Linked DNA regions of Sus scrofa: region 2 is linked to region 1. A link is a contact called in public Hi-C data. All regions are on one chromosome and are shown on one strand. The core of a region is the stretch at or near the end of the contact, and the rest is flanking DNA. Distances in the headings are between cores, read along the strand shown. Region 1 has its middle 56 kb from the start of MEF2C. Region 2 overlaps LOC102159394 (a long non-coding RNA gene).

The links. Hi-C and Micro-C count contacts between places; a contact is called where the count stands out from the background.
Region 2: a Hi-C map of fetal heart ventricle shows a contact between it and region 1, with 2.4 times the contacts expected there. The contact joins two enhancer-like sites. A contact is called at or near these places in 3 of 47 Hi-C or Micro-C datasets (embryonic fibroblasts, fetal heart ventricle and heart right ventricle).

Annotation. Positions count from the first base shown.
Region 1 is chr2:96,269,146-96,276,124 of Sscrofa11.1, reverse strand. It overlaps a transcript of MEF2C not described here. Among named protein-coding and RNA genes, the nearest start is that of MEF2C, 56 kb to the right of the region's middle. Within about 2 kb of position 5,019, at least 16 of the 83 cell types and tissues checked have an H3K27ac peak or open chromatin away from gene starts, as enhancers often do.
Region 2 is chr2:96,612,327-96,618,444 of Sscrofa11.1, reverse strand. LOC102159394 (a long non-coding RNA gene) reads right to left here. Exons shown (of 6, transcript XR_002341810.1): 6 at 2,007-2,461. Among named protein-coding and RNA genes, the nearest start is that of MEF2C, 400 kb to the right of the region's middle. Within about 2 kb of position 1,869, at least 12 of the 83 cell types and tissues checked have an H3K27ac peak or open chromatin away from gene starts, as enhancers often do.

The DNA.
Region 1 (6,979 bases), core at 3,770-6,269:
CTCTCTGCTCGCTCTGCTCGCAGTCAGACACTTGAGCACACGCGTACACCCAGACATCTTCGGGCTGCTATTGGATTGACTTTGAAGGTTCTGTGTGGGTCGCCGTGGCTGCATGTTTGAATCAGGTGGAGAAGCACTTCGAGGCTGGACGAAGTAGATTATTGTTGTTATTTTTTTTTCTCTCTCTTTCTCTCTCTTAAGAAAGGAAAATATCCCAAGGACTAATCTGATCGTTTCTTCCTTCATGTAAGTACCTCTGACATTTCTCTAGGAAATAGAAATAGCGGGGGTATTGTCTCTGAAATCTGCATCAGTATATTCCCGGTGCTGGGTCTATCCCTGTGCCTATTTGAAGGCTGAAGTTGAGGCTTGCTGTGCTTTCTTCTCTTAGATTCCATGATTTCCTTGTGTGTTGCTAAAAGTAACTTTTTAGATAGTCTTATCTGTTTTTGCCATCAGTTATTGAAATCACTCCTGACTTGTTCTTGTCACACCAGTGTGTTTAAAGTTTCATGAAGTTAGTTCACGTCATTAGCATGTTTGATATGGTGGAGCGTGTGGACCCTGGTGGATTTTAATATTTCACAGAATGTTCTGTGACCTTGAAGTACATGCCTTAAGATTTAGCCGTTAGTTCACTGTGGAAAGATGCTGCTATGAGTCCCACCAAAGACTCCAATTTGCCTTGGGTTATGCTTCTGAGCTACTAAATCTTGGGATTAGTTTGAGCTAAAGCATGGCTGTCTGTCAGAGTATACCTTTGTGCATCTCCTTCCATTACCAAAGTGCTGGCTTGATAGAGGGCTTCTTTGATGTGAACACGAAGTAATACCTTGGCCATGGTAGTCTACACATTTCATGATTCTTGTTGGGATTTCAGTGTATGCATTGCTGTTTAGGTCAAATACATAGCTGTTTAAAAACAAATAAGGTTAAGTCACTTCTCTTTGGACTTCAGATGAAAGTTACCAAACTCAGTGATAAAGTTTGGCACAAAGGAAGTATATATAGACATGGCACATTGCTTATTGTGTTATTAAATACTATGCAAATATTTAAATTTATTGCTAGTGTTATCTCCTTCCCAGAATATGGCTATTCATTCTTAAAGGAAATCGTATGTCTGAAACATGTCTATTTTAGGTCCAGTAGTTTTCATTTTGGGGGGAAAAGCTCTTTTTCTTCACATTTTAGGAAAGTGTGTCTTTGGTGTAAAATACCTTTATATGTAAATGCTGATGGTATAATAAGTAGAGTCAGGCTCTCTGCCAATTCTTTAACCCATCCCCAGAGGAGAATTGCTTTGACACAAAGTGCATTTTACTATTGTGAATCTGATACTAACTCTAATAGTAACTGTCTTGTGAAATGGTTGGTGACTGCATGTATTTTCTAAGTGCTATAAAAGGAACTCTGGCTACCTCATTATACCAGTCAAAAAAAGTGACCAGCCTCTTTTTAACTGGCACCTTGCGATAGAATTGTGGTTGCAGAGTAAAGATGTTTATGTAGAATGTAATAACTCCAATCCCTAGAGACTTGGTAGGACATGGAAATGTGACCACCTGTGAGCCCCTCTGTATTGCGTACTAATTTTAGCTTTAAAGAGATTAACCATCTCCAATTTGAAATAAAAACATCTTATTTAATTTTTAAAATAATGTCAATTTGGGCCAGTCTTTGAAAACATTCAGTATATACCAGTATGGCACAAGCATTTCAGTTAAGTATAATGCAGTTAATAAACCATATTATTGTCCTCCAGAGTATACATGAAATTATTAAGTTAAAAGAGGTAGTTCTAAAGCAAGTAGATGCAGAACTTGACAGGTAAAAGGAGATGTACTTATCTAATGTCTGATCTCAAGAGGAAAAAAAATCTCTAAAATCAAGTATCTCATTCTATTTGTGCAAAAGTATACTTGACTATATATTAGACTTCTAAATGAATTCTAAAAGTTTTCATTAAAACACACTTTAAAGGCAGTGTTTAAGATGTGATCCCCTAATCAAGTTAAGGAGACAATAGTTGACAGTTATCTTTACTTCAGGTTTTGCTAAACTTTATAAAAATCTGTTTTTTACTGTTGTAATTCACACAGCTTTGAGTATTTGTAGCATATTTTCCAGACTTCTTACTAAAAACAGTATTTTTACCTCATTCATTAATTATGCTATTTACATTATGATTGCTATGTATATATGTGGAATATAGTGAAAGGCAGTATTAAAGATGTAACTTTTATTCAATATTAATTTATTTCTTTGGTTTAAATAACAAAGCATTTTAAAATAAAAAATCAATTTTCCGGCTTTTCTCAGCTGTTCATACTTTAAACCTATGCAATCATATATATTAACTTTTCAGAACAGAAACATATTAACATTAAATACATGCAATTTAAGTAACAAGGACTTTATTGTACCTTCCCTCTTTTCTATTTTGTAAACACATTCAGTTTTCAAAATTTGAGGGAATAGTTCACTCCATTAGGGAAAAGGGCTATCTAATGATTCAAAATTGGATCCTGAAAAAGCAACATGTCTTTATATTTTTCAGATGTCTGTCAGTTTCTTCCTTGGCCCTTCTCTTTACTGAATCAGTAAATTGTATAGCATAACAACCATATCTTTCCGATAAGTGATTTATTGTATTTAAACTTATTTTACTTAAAAAAATGAGCTTAAAAAACTCATTGGCATATATTAACGCTGTATTTCAAAACTTTCTTCTGTTTATTGTAGTATATTTTGTGGTTTTATTTCCCAACTCTGCATGCGGTATATTTTGTGTCTATGAAATCTCAGAAAGTGACAAAAATGGGGAAATATCTGTGCGGCGACACTTGTGCTTCATAACAACAAAAAAAATAGTTATTAAACAGAGAACCCTGGCTTCAGGGGCATGATTCAAAGTAAGATGGAAGAATTTCATATGCAATTAAGGGCCACAGAGTGGACTGTAAAGAGACTATTAATAAAGTTCTACTTTTTTTTTTTTACCCAAAGCACATCCTCTGAGAAAACACACAAATTAATACCTAAAACTTACAAAAATGCACATATTCATTTCATGAATACAGTGATTGCCTGGACACAATGAAGATTTAATCACCGGTGCGCAGTCTGTGTGCTGAATGTGGAAGGGTAGGTGATTAAGATCCCCGTCCTCAGCACCGTACCTTAATCTCACGGGCGCGTGGACTGCCCTGCACTCAGTAAAGCCTGACTATTCACCGAGATCTGTCATCTTTAGGAAATCAAACCAGATTACACAGGCGATTCACAAAACCAGGAGCTACAACAGAGTCTGTGCACCTTACAAAAGGCGGATTACGCAGTTCACATGTTATTTTGATAGGTCAGAGATAAAAGCTGATTGTTGGGGAATGGCAAGACACTCCAATTTCAAATGATTGCTAGATAAGTATACCACGACCCTGTTGCTTCTTCCTTATGAAGAGCCATTCAAACAGTAGAAAACTCAGTTTTCAGATGATAGGCTTTCAATAGTGAAATAAGAGAAAACATGTCCTCTTTTATATACGTAGCTTACATTTTAAGTTCCATCACTTCTTTCTGAACAGATACCAAGTTCTGGATGTTTATGTGAAGCAGTTATTATTATAAGGCTTAATTTGCAGTAGACATTTTCAAAGGCATTGTAGAGAGCATAAAACAGAATTTGCCAGAAATAAAACATACACTCATGGTATTGAGTAACAGAGCAGAAAATGCATGGTAGTTAATAGCCATTATGTTCTTCTGTTACCAAATATATTTTTCATAAAAATGTGGAATTACATAGCTAATGAATCTGTATATTTGAAATATATTTTGATAGGTGTTTATTGGTCAAATTATATGTATTTTGTGAATGTTTTATAAGGGTCATTTTTGGCCACAAAATGTGATGTTTTCAGAGTTTATTTCAGAGAAAAAGTTTAGTTGACATAATAACATTTTGAAAACCCCTACTTCTTACACATCCAACTCTACAGTAATTTCTTGCTTCTTTAAAAATTGGAGCCTTTTTTTACCCAACTGATGCCTCCTAGTGTTTCACACAATAAAACACTAATGAGTCACTCATAAATGTAAACATTGCATTTTCATTGCCTACATCTTCTGTGATACATAAAATTAATATTTATGTGTTTAATTTTCTGTGCATTATTACAGTGAGATAGGAGATTCCAATGAATGAGATGTTTCATCTGAGTGGGTTTGTGGCATACACTTGCAGGTTTTCTTTGACCATAACACTGTCTTACTAAGTTCTAATAAGTTTATTACCTTCAGCTCCAGCTTATATGCTCACTGTTTATGTTCACTCTAATTCCGAGTGAAAAACATAGACTAGGTATCAGAGCTTCCATTTTGTAGGCCTGGAAATTATACAGCTGAGTTCATCCACAAATGCCTGATGAACAAATTGCAAGGGGACTAAACCATTTCGTTTTAGATGATGAAATATCTTAAAAGATACAAAATTTTGCCTACTCTGTGTCTTTATATTTGCAAATTTCCGTGTAAAGGTAGAGTAAAAAAGAGAGTTTAAGAAAATAACAGGTAAGGATAAATGCATAGATTCCCACAAAATTGGAATCTATCGCCTTGTTAAAAATAGCAATGAAAAAAAAACTTGCTTTGGGAGCATAGTATTCAATATAGTAGAAGGAAAACTTAGAAGACAGCTTCTCCTGACCAGAAAATTGTCTAATGAGGTAGAAGTTAGTGGTTACCAACTTTGGTGTGAGTTTTCTGTCATTAAGATGGTGAGCGTAGGCTTTCCATATTCTTGTACTTCTGTGATTTCAGACAACTTTCTGATTCTATTTACAAAAGATGGCTACTTCAGTTTCTGAATATTTTTTTTAAAGTATTTATGAAAGGGAGGAGGCATTCCCTTAATGGGTCTTAGGTTCAAAGGATGTACTCGGAAGCCTGTAACATTTATGGGCCTCCTTCTGAGTTGTCATACCACACACAAGGGCACAAAAACAGCCACAGATTTCTTTCACTAACACAAGTATTCTGAGCGTCCAAACGTAGACCCTAGGCTTTGACTAAATGTGGTTCATTTCTGTTACCTCTGTATGCGTCATTTAGTTGATTCAAAACACATGCAATTTGATAATATTTGACTCATTCAAGATATTCTAATTTGGTCAATAATACAGTGCTATTACAATTCTTTGCATGTTGGACGCATTTCAAAGAATGTTAGGGGGTGTGTTCCTTTCGTTCAAGGAAGCAAACATGTAGAAAGGGGTGGACCTTTCCCACAAGAGCCACATTTCTTCCCTTGGAGAATTGAAGCAAATATGCAGTATGTAAGTGAATAACAGCATGAGAAAGAAAATAATTTCTAATCGGCTGCTGTAGTTAGTGAGCAAAGGAAACTGTCAGGTTTTTCTTAAAAGCAGTTCTAATTGATAACTTTTCTCACACTGAATGTTGAAAAAATGCCCCAAAATTTTGTAATTTTAGTATTAACTTCTATAAAGGGCACAAGAATTAATTTTGCTCAAAACAAGAATTCGGTAGTAACTATTTTACAGATTTATTGAAGCATAAAGAAATAAAGGGAGCTAAAAGTCCCATTCCCTATCTCTCTTAAGATTAAGTAGATGGCATCAATGTTCTTAGGTTAGTTGTTTTTGTTGGTGCAAGAGAAATAATTTAAAAAAATTCTATAACAAAGAATTCATTGTAAAATATAAGGATATGAAAAAGATTATCCAATAAGCATTATCTCACATTTCATTGGTATTTTTTAACATTAACTATAAAAAGGAAAGTTATATTCCTAAGTATGAAAATTATATGATACTTGTTATATACATATTTATGTTTGAGGTGATAACATGATCTTACGAGCATTCGTCATCACCACAATGTATTTGTTGTACATTGCCTAAGATAAATCTCTGTATTTATTTTTAAAATGTAGCCAGTTGTAAACAAAGTTCAAAAAATACAGGAAGGTAATCTCTTGAGGATGTTATAAAGGAAATTGGTGATATTATAAATGATAAAAACAGTAAACCTATTGCAGGCAGATTTCTGCAGGAATCATTACTCTTTAATAATGCAGATGTTATAGAGACTTTATTAATTCTTAATGTTGTAAATTTGAAATGAATGGAGCAATGTTGTTCATCCTGCAAGTGGTTGCGATTCATGTAGAATGACAGTGCAGATCTTCTAGTAATGATTTAAGTCAAGTGCCTTATACTTGTTTTTAGAGACTGGAGGAACTGATATCTGAAGCAGTCCCTGGTGAGAATCTACTTTTTCCAAACAATATCCTGAGCATGGTCTGGTTTTCCTCTTGTATCTTGTTGTCATAGATAAGATGCACATGAAGAATTCATATAAATTGTTCTTAGATACCATGGATCTCTAGCATATTGGATATAAAAAGAGATGGATATGGTCCTTTGATAGAATGCGAAGTGTTTTTTGAAACAGCTAACCACTACCCCTCTCTCTTTCACACATCTGTGATTCTTTCAGCAAGTTAGAATGATAGCAATAGAATGCTTCTTTCCCGAACCCTGAAGATAGGCAACCTTGGCTTAGATATGCTTATTTATTTGCAAATTTAGAAAATAGATTCACCAGTGTAAATAAGTAGGGATGGACAAGGAAATTAGTCTACTACTTAATAAAGTAAACATGACTTTTTTTTAACCTTCTAATTAATTGTTGACCATGCAAGAGGTATACAACTAAGGCTTATTATGGAAAGCTGGTATTACTGCTTAATGTAACATGAGGGATTGGGATTTCTTTAAAGTAATTTTGAAGATGTGATTATTTAGCAGAAATATTCACTGGAGCATTTTATTTTTAGAAATCATGGTCACACAAGGAAGCCTTTATAGGACCGACTACCTAATTGCAGTCAAAAATCTCTTTAATGAACGAACACACACACACACACATAAGAACATACATTTTAAGAATTAAA
Region 2 (6,118 bases), core at 620-3,119, 350 kb before region 1:
TTATGACAGCAGTGTCAAAATGCAAAATAAATCAGCACTGCCTAAAAATTTATTCAGCATTTTGATTCATAAAATTATGGAACTGAATCACGGCTTATTTTTTAAACTCTGTCAAATAGTGTCTTTATCCCCAACATTTTTGACCACCAAATCTAGGGCAGTTTAAGGGTACAATTCAGGGGGTCCTCAGAGGATTGCAGGTCTGACTCCAGACCTGTCCTTGATTCCTGCTCTTCTGCCTGCCTTGCAAAGACTGGTTATAGCACTCAAGGGTGCTCTAATCTGGAACAATTCCCACAAAACAATCAATGGCATATCATCGTTTCTTTCCTTTTCCCAAAGAACAGGATGCACAGAAAATAATGCACATGTAGTAAAGAGTTGAGAGCCTAATGCACATAGGAAATGTGCTGCCCTCCAAATCAGCACATCAGGCCACCAGATACCAGTCTCGGGCAAGAGTTAGTCATCATTTTCTTACACAGCCACGTTCTTCTCCCAGGATTGATGCTCCTTCTTCTCCTCTACATAAAGAATTAGCTGAACAAAGTAAAAATAAAAGGACTCTGGGGCTGCAGATGGCTGACCAGCTGTTTCTGGGTGACTCCCCATGAATCAGTGCCTCATCTGAGCTTTAGTGCTTCCATGTTTGGGGGGCAAAATATTCTGCATTTTGGAAAAGTAGTTCATGGAAAATAATACAGCAAACTAACATTTATAGAAAACCACAGTAATCTTGTAACAAATGTCCTAAATTATGTACTCAAAAGCAGATCCAATTTTACCCAAGGTTCTCTGTCTGCAGTGCCTATAGGACCCCTTTTTGTTGTTGTTTATAACTGCAGCTCCTTCCAACTCCCAACCCCAAGTGTCTCTTTTTAAATGATTTACCACTTTATATAATCTACCACATAGAGGACAAAATTCAGCCTGGAGAAGCAAGGGGGTGGGGGAAGTGTTCAAGGACTTCACTTTTCTGTTCCCTTTGGAGATTCAGCTTATATTTTTTTCATTTAGTTTGATGGTAAATTAATGCTGCTTTAAAAAGACTCCCAGTTCCCTTTTGTACGATATTCATTTCTCAGTACTTAAGTGCAATGTTGGGGGTATTGACAAAATAAAAGTAAAATGGAACTTTACATTCCAGCCCCTCCTACTCTCCTTCAAAGCAGAAGTTTCTGGCAAGGCAGGAGTTTCGCTGAAGCCTTTTTCTGGTTGTCCTCTTCAATTTTAGATGATTGTTTGATGTGAATATCTCTAAGAGGGTTTATTTTAATACACAGAGGAGCAGAGATAGCTCCAAATGCCTATTATCAGGAAAAAGGCATTTTATGTGATGGGAGAGTAAAGAAACCTTCTGTGATCATTTTTATTCAATGAATGCCATTCCTTTGGGTGGGAGAGTCGAATGCTAGTACCCACACATGCTGCATGCATACCAGCATGAGCTGGAGGAATGCAGATTTCTGTATCTGAGAGCAGCTGCTAAGTGAAATGGAACGTCCAACAGATGGCTGCATTGTCATTGTTGGGGGAGGAGGAGAGGGGAGCTATTTTGGTTTTTCTGTTGAGTGTGTGTGTGTGTGCGCGCGCGCGCGCGTGCGTGCGCGTGTACACGCGCCTGTGCGTGTGCTTAATAGGATGTGTTCTCTACTACCTGGATCTCTCTGGTGTTAGCAGGGGCTTTTATTCATTCAGACTCTTAGAACTAGCACAGATCTTAGAGATCAATTGGTCAGGTCCATGTAAAGAGAAGGAACAAGAAGATTAAGGATAGCTTGTTAGAGCCAAGACCAGAAGAACTCTCTCATTAGGCCATACTGCAGGGAAGTCATGCATTCTATTTACTTGAATATTAGTATTCAGTGCCAATACTAAAACTCAAGAAAAGGAAACACTCAAGCAGTTGCAGTTTCATAGTTTGAAGAGTATGTGTGTATCATTTTCTTTTGAAGTCTTTGGGTAGAGTTGTCATGTAATTCTCATGTTGGAAGCAAGAACAAAGACACCTTATAAGCAAAGTTATATAAAGTTTTTATTATACATTTTATTGGATGTTTGGCACAATATGACCAAATGTAAATATCATGCTGTGGAATATTTTGATTCTCTAGTGGGTTCGCATTCCAGAATACAAAGAGTTAAACTTCTATGTCAAAGTTTTCAAAGGCCATGGTTGAGAAGCAAACAGAAAAGTGTTTAGGTCCCATTACGACCTGTCTGCAAAAGGTCTCCATCCCCCTTCTGATGGGAGCACTGGGTCAGTTGTACAGTCACATGGCTCAGCCATTGGTTCGTGTTTTTTTCCAGAAATAGAATCAATAGAGAACAGACAAACCCGCAGTTGCCAGTTTGTACAGTCTTGTGGTTTCTGTCAGGGGCTACAGACTCGAGCAGGTCTACCAGATAATGAAGGCAAACTATTTCAGTTCCTGTGGGTCCAAAACGCCTCAGCAGAGTTCTGGTTTCAAACAAATGAATAACAAATTAAAAGATACAGTAAAATAAGGGGATGGTGAAAATATATTAACTAAAATCAATGGAGGAGAAACACAGTTTAAAACCCTGCATTCTCAGCAACAGTCTGTGATGTATTTTGTTAATCTCCTAAAATTTATGTTAAAAGCCTTTTAACAGAAAGTCAATATTATTTGGGTGGTTGAGCAAGTATATCATCCTGTATCCGCGGTTGCATTAAATACGATGCAGAGGCTCCACTGTCTGTAGGAAATGAACAGGGGTCCATCCCACGGAAGTCCCACCTCAAGGAGATCAGACGCTTTTCCCAAAACCGCCCGTGGAGCCCAGCCAAGGATTATGCCCTCCTCTCTGCCTAGGTTCCCCACTGACGTCAACAAGAGTCCTGGAAATGAAGCAGGATCAGAATACCAGAAGCACAGCCTAATAATAGAGCAAAAATGGAGAGCAGATGGAAAATAAAGCTTCTCGATAAAGTGTGACCTAATGCTATAAATTTGTTCAGGGAAAGAAAACAATAACAACAGCAAAACAAAAAGGCCTATGAACAGACTTATTGGTGCTAAAATTCTGGATGACGGCTGACTAGTAAAACACCTAGATACTTAGAAACCTTTCAGAAAAAGAATGAATTACAAATGATAAAAAAGCAAAATTAAATTTTGGATGAGTTTGAAATACTCTGCTACTAAATGTGCCTAGGGGTAAAAATGACACAAAACCAGAAGTAAAAAAGTAGAAACAGGTCATGAACAGCTTCTTACACCCACAATTTGCACATAATTTCATCCACTGTAGCTTCATGCCACTGGGAAAAACCTGCTATACAAATGGATAAGCAGTGCTGGGAAAAGAGAGGTATGAACTTTGAACGTGGTGGTGAAAATGAGTTGAAATGCGGGACCCAAAAGTTTCTGCAAAAGGGCCCTGTCACACCCACACCTTGAGATGCTCTCACAATTTACCCATGCATCCGCACACTGGGGGGTATGTGTGGGGTGTATGTATGTGGAGTGTGTGGAGTCAAAGCCATCAGGGGTTCCTTTTATTGCTTATTATGGCTATGATGTTATATTCAAATACTCCACTTACTTTTCTGGGATAAGTAGCAAAATCTTAAAAGAAAAAAAAAAAAACACTCAATTTTTACGGTGTAAACATTTTGACAGGAGGGAGGTTTTTATATCTATGTAATAAATGGACTCATATATTACGTCTAATATGGACAAAGAAGGCCCAAAGATGTTGAGATTGGGATATAAAGAAAAATTTCCATTTCGATCACTACATACTTGGAAATGATCAAGATATTCCTATTAAAGGAATGGGCTTTTGGTTAGGAAATTTGATTAGGTAAAGTTTTAGAACAGAGCTATATTTTCTCTTTATTTTCAGTGTTCAACCACTGATAACATTAAGTGAAAAAAACCAACTTAAAAAAAAAATTTCCAGGGAGTTCCCGTCATGGCACAGTGGAAACAAATCTGACTAGGAACCATGAGGTTGCATGTTTGATCCCTGGCCTCACTCAGTTGGTTAAGGATCTAGCGTTGCCATGAGCTGTAGTGTAGGTCACAGATGTGGCTTGGATCTGGCATTGCTATGGCTGTGGCATAGGCCAGAAGCTGTAGCTCCAATTAGACCCCTAGCCTGGGAACCTCCATATGCCGTGGGTGTGGCCCTCAAAAAGACAAAAGACAAAAAAAAAAAAATTCCTTTTTATGTTTTTCACTCTAATAGTTCCTGGGCTCTGTCTCTAGCACTCATAAGAGAAATATTGTTTCTTCAGGTAGCTTTCTAGATTCTGCCTCCACAACCTCTTTGCTATCTAGACAACGTTTTCCTTTGAGTCTTGATTCTTGCTCAGCCTGATCCTTTGAACTTGATATTGCAGACCTTCCCTCACTCCCACGGAAACTCCTTCACCTCGACTTCAGCCTTAGTCGCCCTCTGCTCCTAACCCTGTGGCCAAGAATGAGCCCAGTCCATCCTTTGCCAGGCTTCTAGATGCCCAAGCCTGCAGAGCCCTAGGACTTCTGCCACCACTCACCACCCCAAGAGAAGATACTGGGCTCCCATCTCTGCTTGGAAGGTCCTCAGCCAAAGAGATCACAAGGAACTATTCTGAAGGGATGAACCCATGATACAATATAAATACATGGTATTAGGGACATAAGAATTACAAAACTCCTGACCTAGAAGACACCTAGAGATCATTCATCTTATAGTATAGGAAATTGGTACTCGAACCTGGTTGATAATTCAAAGTTCCTATGAGAAGAAAGTGCCAGACTGTGTATAAATAAAGTGCTTTACAAACTACATAGCACTATATTGTATGCATAAAAAAAAATCAGTGTTTGTCTTCTGGGTAGTATGTCTGAGTTATTCCAGAGATGCTGCCATTACTCAAAATGTTTCAAATCTCTTCTTTAAAATTGTCATTTGAGGCAGTTAAGACTGTCACTGTACAGTCACATCTTGTTCTTATCAGTAAAGGTATTATCCAGGACTCAGATATTCATCCCAGATTTGATCTTAAACGTCTTCAAAGGCAGGAACTGTGTCTGTCTTGCTCCTTGCTCCTGGTATACTGCATGCCACGTAGTAAGCACCTAATAATTACTTGTTCAATAATTTTTTTTTTAAAAAAAAAAGATCAAACCCACCCTCAAAGAACGATGATTTGCTGTGATTGATAGGCAAAGGCTCTAAAGACATTTTCAAAAGAGAATTTTCCAAATAGAATCATTTTAGAGCTGTAACTCTGTTGTTGGAACAAGTTCAAGGTTTTTAATTAGAAGGGGACAAAATTCATTGTATTTACACATCTGTGCTCTGGCTGACCTGCTGACATTGTTGAATTTATTTATACCTCACCTTTCAAAAAAAAAAAGCACTGAGGCAGATTGAAACAACAATAACAAAAAGAAACCCATCCTAACAATAATGTTAATAAAAAGCACATTACTATAATCATGGTTCAGATATGCACAGCAAAAAAACAGCCCACAGGGTGGGTTCCTTATGTGTGGTTAGCTAAGGACTGACAGTAAGTAACAAGAAATAGAGAACAAATAAGACTCACCCAGTCTCAAGCACATGTCTGCATGCCATCTGGCCCTTGTTCCCCCGTTGAGTAAAAGAGTTACTTACAGCTAGTAAGAATGCAGTCATAAGGAAAGATTCTGGGGTAACTGGGGTGACAAAATTCCCAGATTGATGCTAAGTGCCCAGGAAGAAAGGCATCTGCAGGTGTCACAGTAACCAGCCATCCCTGCACTAACAGGTAAAGTCAGTTTTGAGGATTCTATAGGCCACATAAAAGTGAAAACAGTCCCTCTCTGGTAGACTGATGCTTTAATTTGTTTGAAGACGAAAGAACGAACAGAACACTGAGGGGGAAGGTATATTAATCTCAAGACAAAATTGGCCACATTTTCCACATGTTAGCTACTCTTGGGAGAGTCAAGAGGACCAATTTTACAATTGTTATAAACTCCTAAGCTAGGCACACACACAAAAATTCATACCACAAAAACATGAACTTTCTCCCTTATTTCAACTAGCTCCAGTCTAAATCGTCCTGACCAGATGAGAATGAGACTACATATCTTATAAATCCTGGGTGCAGGGTTTG